Linked DNA regions of Canis lupus: region 1 is linked to region 2. The links are chromatin contacts, called in public Hi-C maps. All regions are on one chromosome and are shown on one strand. The core of a region is the stretch at or near the end of the contact, and the rest is flanking DNA. Distances in the headings are between cores, read along the strand shown. Region 1 holds the start of ATXN1 (ataxin-1). Region 2 overlaps ATXN1 (ataxin-1).

Region 1 (2,700 bases), core at 190-2,689, 150 kb before region 2:
GTTGGTGACTAACCGTTAGGTCATAAGTAAACTCAGCCAAAGGTTTCTCCCCATACAGCTTACAGTCAGGAGTGGTGGCTTCCAGAGAGAAACTTATGGGCAGAGATCATGTTTCCAGACACTCGGGCTCGAAGCACCTGAAACAGGTCAAACGCTGCCCCGACACCTACTGGTCTTCCAGAATCATCTGCAGCAAGCACGCCCGCCCGCCGCGCTGAGCTCCCTCCAGCACGGATGTCACTGCGCTTCCTCCAGGTGCCACACCTGTTGGCAAGGTGCACCCCTCGACAGCAGGCTCCTCGCCACCCAGCTAACACCTGGCGGCGGCACGCGCGGAGGGGGCGGGGCGGTGGGCCGCGGGGACCCGCGCCGGGGGGCCGAGCGCGGAGGAAGTTCCCCAGCGTGGATCCCCGAGAACTGCCATTTGACGTTCGGTTTGCTTTCTGTGTCTCCTGCACCGGTTACCTCATTTCCGATTAAATTAATGATCCGAATGAGCCGCGAGAGCAGCGCGCGGGTCGTCTTCCGAGGCTGGGGCTGGGCGCTACCGAGCGGATTTCCAGACCTGCAGAAAGCGAAACGGGGTGGGGGGTGGGGGGTGGGGGGGTGGGGGTGGGAGGAGGGGGCACCCGCTCCGGCAGGCGGGAAAGGTGACGGTGCCCATGCGGGCGCGGGGACCCTGCAAACTTTCCCGAGTCGCACGCAGAGGCAATCCCCGCAGCCCCGCGGGCCCGGTTCAGGGGCTGAAGCCGCCGCGCGGCGATCCGAGTCTGCCCCCTTAGACGATTCTCGGCGCGCCCCGGACCCAGGGCACGTCGGGATCACCCTCGCGCCCCCTCCCCTCCGCCTGCGGGCCGGAGCCCGACACCCCCCGGAGCGCCCTGCAGGCCGCCGCGAGCTGCACCCCGCCGTCCTCGCCCCGTCCCCCTCCAACTAGGTGCAGGGACCCGGGGAGGCGCGCGAGGACCGACCGGTCACCGCTGAAATTACCTCATCGCTTCAGCTCCCCGCCCCTTTCCCAAACCTGGAAGAAGCGTCCCTCCGGCCGGAGGCGCCCCCCCCGCCCCCCGCTCGCCAGCCGGTCGCCGGCCGCGCGCCGCCTCCCGGGGCCGCCTCCCCGGGCCGCGCGCAGCCAAGGGTTAAGGGCGCCGGCCGGGCCGTCCGCCGCGCCGTGCGCTCGCGCTGCTCCGAGCCGCCCGCCGCCCGCCGCGGGGCCCCCCCCGCCACCCCCCCACCCCCCACCCCCAAGTCGGATCCTTGAGCTGCGGCGGCGGCAGCCAACTGCTCCATATTTGGCTTCTATTACACATTTACATACTGGAGCGAGCGAGCGAGCGAGCGAGCGCGAGAGAGCGCGAGGGAGGGAGGGCGGGCGGGCGGAGGGAGGAGGGAGGGGAGGGGAGCGGGGGGGTCGGAGGAGGAGGAGGGCGAGGAGGAGGAGGAGGAGGACGAGGAGGAGGAGGAGGAGGACGGGGAGGAGGAGGAGGAGGAGAGAGCAGAGTGTACCGCAGACATCATTTCTACTACAGTGGCGGAGCCGTACAGGACCTGTTTCACTGCAGGGGGATCACAAAACAAGCCCCGCGGAGCAGCCGCCAGAGCTACAGCAGCCGCAAGACACTGTTTCTCTCCCTCTGCCCCCCCTTCCCCACGCAACCCCAGATCCATTTACACTTTACAGTAAGTGGCTATTTTTTTCTCCTCTGATTCTCTCCTCCCCCTCCCCCATCCCCTTCGCCCCTTATCTAGATTAAAATTGGCCCCTACCCCCGCTCTCCAGAGAGGGGCAAAAGCAACAACCAGCAAACAAACCCCAAACCCCAGTCGCCGGCACAGAAAACAGCTGGAAGAGGAGCGAAGGAAATCGACGCGTCGTGCTGTGTCGTGTGTGTGTGTGTGTGTGTGTGTGTGTGTGTACATACCGCCTTCTCCCGCTCCAGCCTCCCGGGCCGACACCCCCGCTCGGGGCGCAGGGACTGACGGCAGGGGGGCTGCCGGGCCGGTGGGCGCCCGCCCGGCGAGGGGGCGCGCCCGGGCTGGGGGTGCGGGAGCGGGAGCGGGAGCGGGCGGGGGAGCGGCGGGGCTGCCGGGCCGGCCGCGAGTGCGGAGACCCGCGTCCCCCTCCCTGGAGGCGGCGGCGGCGGCGGCGGCGGCGGCCGGGGGTCGCGCTGCCCTCTCGCCCGCCGCCCCCTGCGCAGCCCGGGCCCCCGGGAGGGCGGCGGAGCCAGTGGGTCCGGAGGGGGGCCGGGCCTCCCCCCCGCCCCCCGCGAGGGCCGCCCGGCCCCTGAGCCCGGGGCGGGGGGTCCCCCGCGGAGGCCGGCCTCGCCCGGCGTGTGGCTGCGGCCCGGGACTCTGCGCGCGGCCGGGCGCCGGGCGGTGGGAGCGCGGGGGGCGCGGAGGGGTGGGCGCGGGGGGAGCCGACGTGCGGGTGCCGGGAGCGCGGCTGGAGCGGCGGCGGCGGCGGCCCTGCCGCCTCCTCCTCCTCCTCCTCCTCCTCCGCCGCCGCCGCCGCCGCCGCCGCCGCCGCCGCCGCCACCGCCGCCCTGTTGGTGCGGCCGCTTCCTGATCATGTGCAGCCGCCGCCGCCCGGAGCCCGGAGCCCGCGAGCGCCCCAGCCCGGGCCGGCGCCCCCGCCAGCGCCCGCGGCGGCAGCGGAGGAGCGGCGCCGGGAGTGAGCGGCTGCGCGGCGGCTGGGAGGGT
Region 2 (2,700 bases), core at 122-2,621:
TAACTCAGGAGGGAGATCTCCAACCCCACTCACCTGGCCTGTGGGTCAGTAGAATCTGGTTGCCATTGTTGGGCTTCAGCAAGTTGGAAATTGCACTTGGTATCTTCTGCTGGCTTGCCCCCTGCCATCTGGTCAAAGTTTCATCTGCTTCCATTCCCTTGCAGGTGATGCTCTAGTACAGATGTTCAGATGCACTCCAGCACCTCATCGCCCCAGGAGAACACCAAGCAAGGGAGAGCTTTGGGAGGGGTGAGGTGTGGCTCCTTGGCAGAGGCCGGTCTCTACATTTATATTCTTGCCAGCCAGTCAGCATTGCACATACATGTCAACTTGCAGCTACCATGTGCCCTGGAGCAGAGCTGACCTCACCATGTTTATGAAACAGTCTGTTACCGGGCCCCGGGGTCCCCTGCTTTCCCGCTGCCCCCATCCCCATCTTTACTGACTTTCACACTATTTCCATATCCAGAAGCCAGTGTCATCATGCTGTTCTAACTCACTCCCTTATTCTGACCTGCTCTGTACAAAAGGAGAGGAAAACCAGTGTCCGAATGTCTGCTCTGTGTGTGGTTTGGGCCACATACTTTTCTATACATAATTGAACTTGAGCTTTGCACCAACTTTCTGAGACAGGTGTTTGTCTCATTTCACAGCTGATGGACTTGAGAGTCAAGCTAGTAAATAACTTCCCCAAAGTTACAGAGCTGGAAAGTGGTAAAAGTAAGATTAATATTTAGCTTTGATTCAAAACCTGTTCTCTTTCTGTGTATGTGTGTGTTCTTTTTTTTTTTTTTATTCCACTTCCAAGGTAGCCTGTTATTCTCATATTTAAAGAGGAAGATCATCTTTAAGCCAAAGGAAAGATTCTAATTACAGAGGTACAGGAACAGGGAGTTGTTGGAGGGCTGTGGTCTTAAGACCATGCTACACTGGCAACCAGCCCCTGCAAGGTGTGACAAGCTGTGCACACCATCCAGAGTGGTGCATCCAAACATCACCCTGGATGGACTCCACTGCTTTTACTTAATCCTGGCCTACTTGCTTCTGTTTCCAGCACTGTGGAGAACTCAGCTGCTTCTCTCTGCTGTGCTGGCCAGAGATGTGTGCCTTCCTGGCTTCCTACTAAAACTTGAATCAGGTTGGGGAGCACAAAGGTTTTACTTCCAGCCTTGTCTCTCTCCCCGTGGGTTTGGCAGCACTGCATTTAGGAATGTACTTTCCCTTGTGTTGGGAATAGTTTTATGTTTATGAGGGGATAAACACGAGAGGCCTCCTTCCCGAGGAAACCTTTTCCTGCCCTGCTGTCATAATTGTGACCAGCAGAAGGTGCGGTCCTTGCACGCCCAGCAGGGCTGCGGGGCGGGGGTGCGCACATCCGTCCTACACTCTCGGGACACTGGCTGCTGACGAAGGTCCCTTACAGAGCCTCCTTCCACTGGAGGTGTTCATAACCTCTCATTTGCTCGCCGTGCCTGTTGGAGAAAGAGGAGCTGGACGGAGCCACTGGCAGGCGGGCTCCCGCGCGGGCGCCGGGACGCGCGGGGGGCGGGAGGGGCGGGGGGGGCGAGGCGGAGCAGCCGCGGCCCGGCCCCGCCCCCTCGGCGCGGGCAGCCAATCAGGGGGCGGGGGCGTGGCCGCGAGGCCCGGGGAGGAGGAGCCTGGAGGAACGCGTGGCTGGGTGGTCCCGCTGCCTGGAACAGCTCCTTTGCAAGCCTTTCTTAAAAAATATGTTTCGCTTTTAAGTGCCCGGTGCCTGACCGCGAAGGGCCTAGCCCGTGCTGGAGGTGGGTCCTCCGTCATACGGGCTTCCCCTCGGGAAAGGGGCTCCTCTGTGCCGCTGCGGCAACCTCCTCCATCTGCTGCTGTAGGCTTGGAAGTGGGCTCTGACCTCATTTCCCTGCGGAGTTTAAGGGCTTGGGAGGAGGACTAATTAGTCCCTCATTAAGCACTTAACCACAGCGTGCAGTAATTCTCCCGAAAAGGTATTCTAGTCGTGAGATAAAAAGCCAGACACAGTTGTGACATCACATCGGAATACAGAGTCCTTTTAAATCAGAGTTTTTTGTAGTTGGGGGAAATGATTGTGTTTTCATAGCATCTTTACATAACGGTGTTACCAAGGGATCCTTTACAAATGTGATTTTTTTTTTTTTTTTTTTTTTTTTTTAGGGCAGCCCGAGTGGGTGCCTCAGCGGTTTAGCGCCGCCTTCCGCCCAGGGTGTGATCCTGAGGTCCTGGGATCGAGTCCAGCGTCGGGCTCGCAGCACGGGGCCTGCTTCTCCCTCTGCCTGTGTCTCTGCCTCTCTCTCTGTGTCTCTCATGAATAAATAAATAAGATCTTTAAATAAATAAAAAGTGATCTTTTTTTAAAGATTTAGTTTATTTATGAGAGACAGAGAGGCAGAGACATAAGTAGAGGGAGAAGCAGGCTCAGCCCCAACGTGGGGCCGGATCCCTGGACCCCAGGATCACGGCCTGCGCCAAAGGCTCAACCACTGAGCCACCCAGGCGTCCCTAAAATGTGATTTTTAAGGGCCCCTGAGGGGCTCAATCAGTAGAGTGTGCAACTCGATCTCGGAGTTGTGAATTTGGAGCCCCACACTGGGTGTAGAGATGACTTAAAAAGAAAAATGAAAAAATACAATGTAATTTTAACATTCTTGCCCATGTTGAAGATTATCTCATAATCTGGGAGTTTCA

What was found. Hi-C and Micro-C count contacts between places; a contact is called where the count stands out from the background.
Region 1: a Hi-C map of blood shows a contact between it and region 2, with 1.8 times the contacts expected there. The contact joins the promoter of ATXN1 here to the enhancer-like site in region 2. A contact is called at or near these places in 2 of 9 Hi-C or Micro-C datasets (amygdala and blood).

The regions. Positions count from the first base shown.
Region 1 is chr35:17,162,478-17,165,177 of UU_Cfam_GSD_1.0, reverse strand. It overlaps ATXN1 (ataxin-1), which reads left to right and starts at 1,439. Exons shown (of 8, transcript XM_038584226.1): 1 at 1,439-1,680.
Region 2 is chr35:17,014,017-17,016,716 of UU_Cfam_GSD_1.0, reverse strand. The region is part of intron 3 of ATXN1 (ataxin-1); the gene reads left to right. Among named protein-coding and RNA genes, the nearest start is that of ATXN1, 150 kb to the left of the region's middle. Within about 2 kb of position 1,371, at least 12 of the 20 cell types and tissues checked have an H3K27ac peak or open chromatin away from gene starts, as enhancers often do. A contact at or near this core is called in blood, where this site is marked.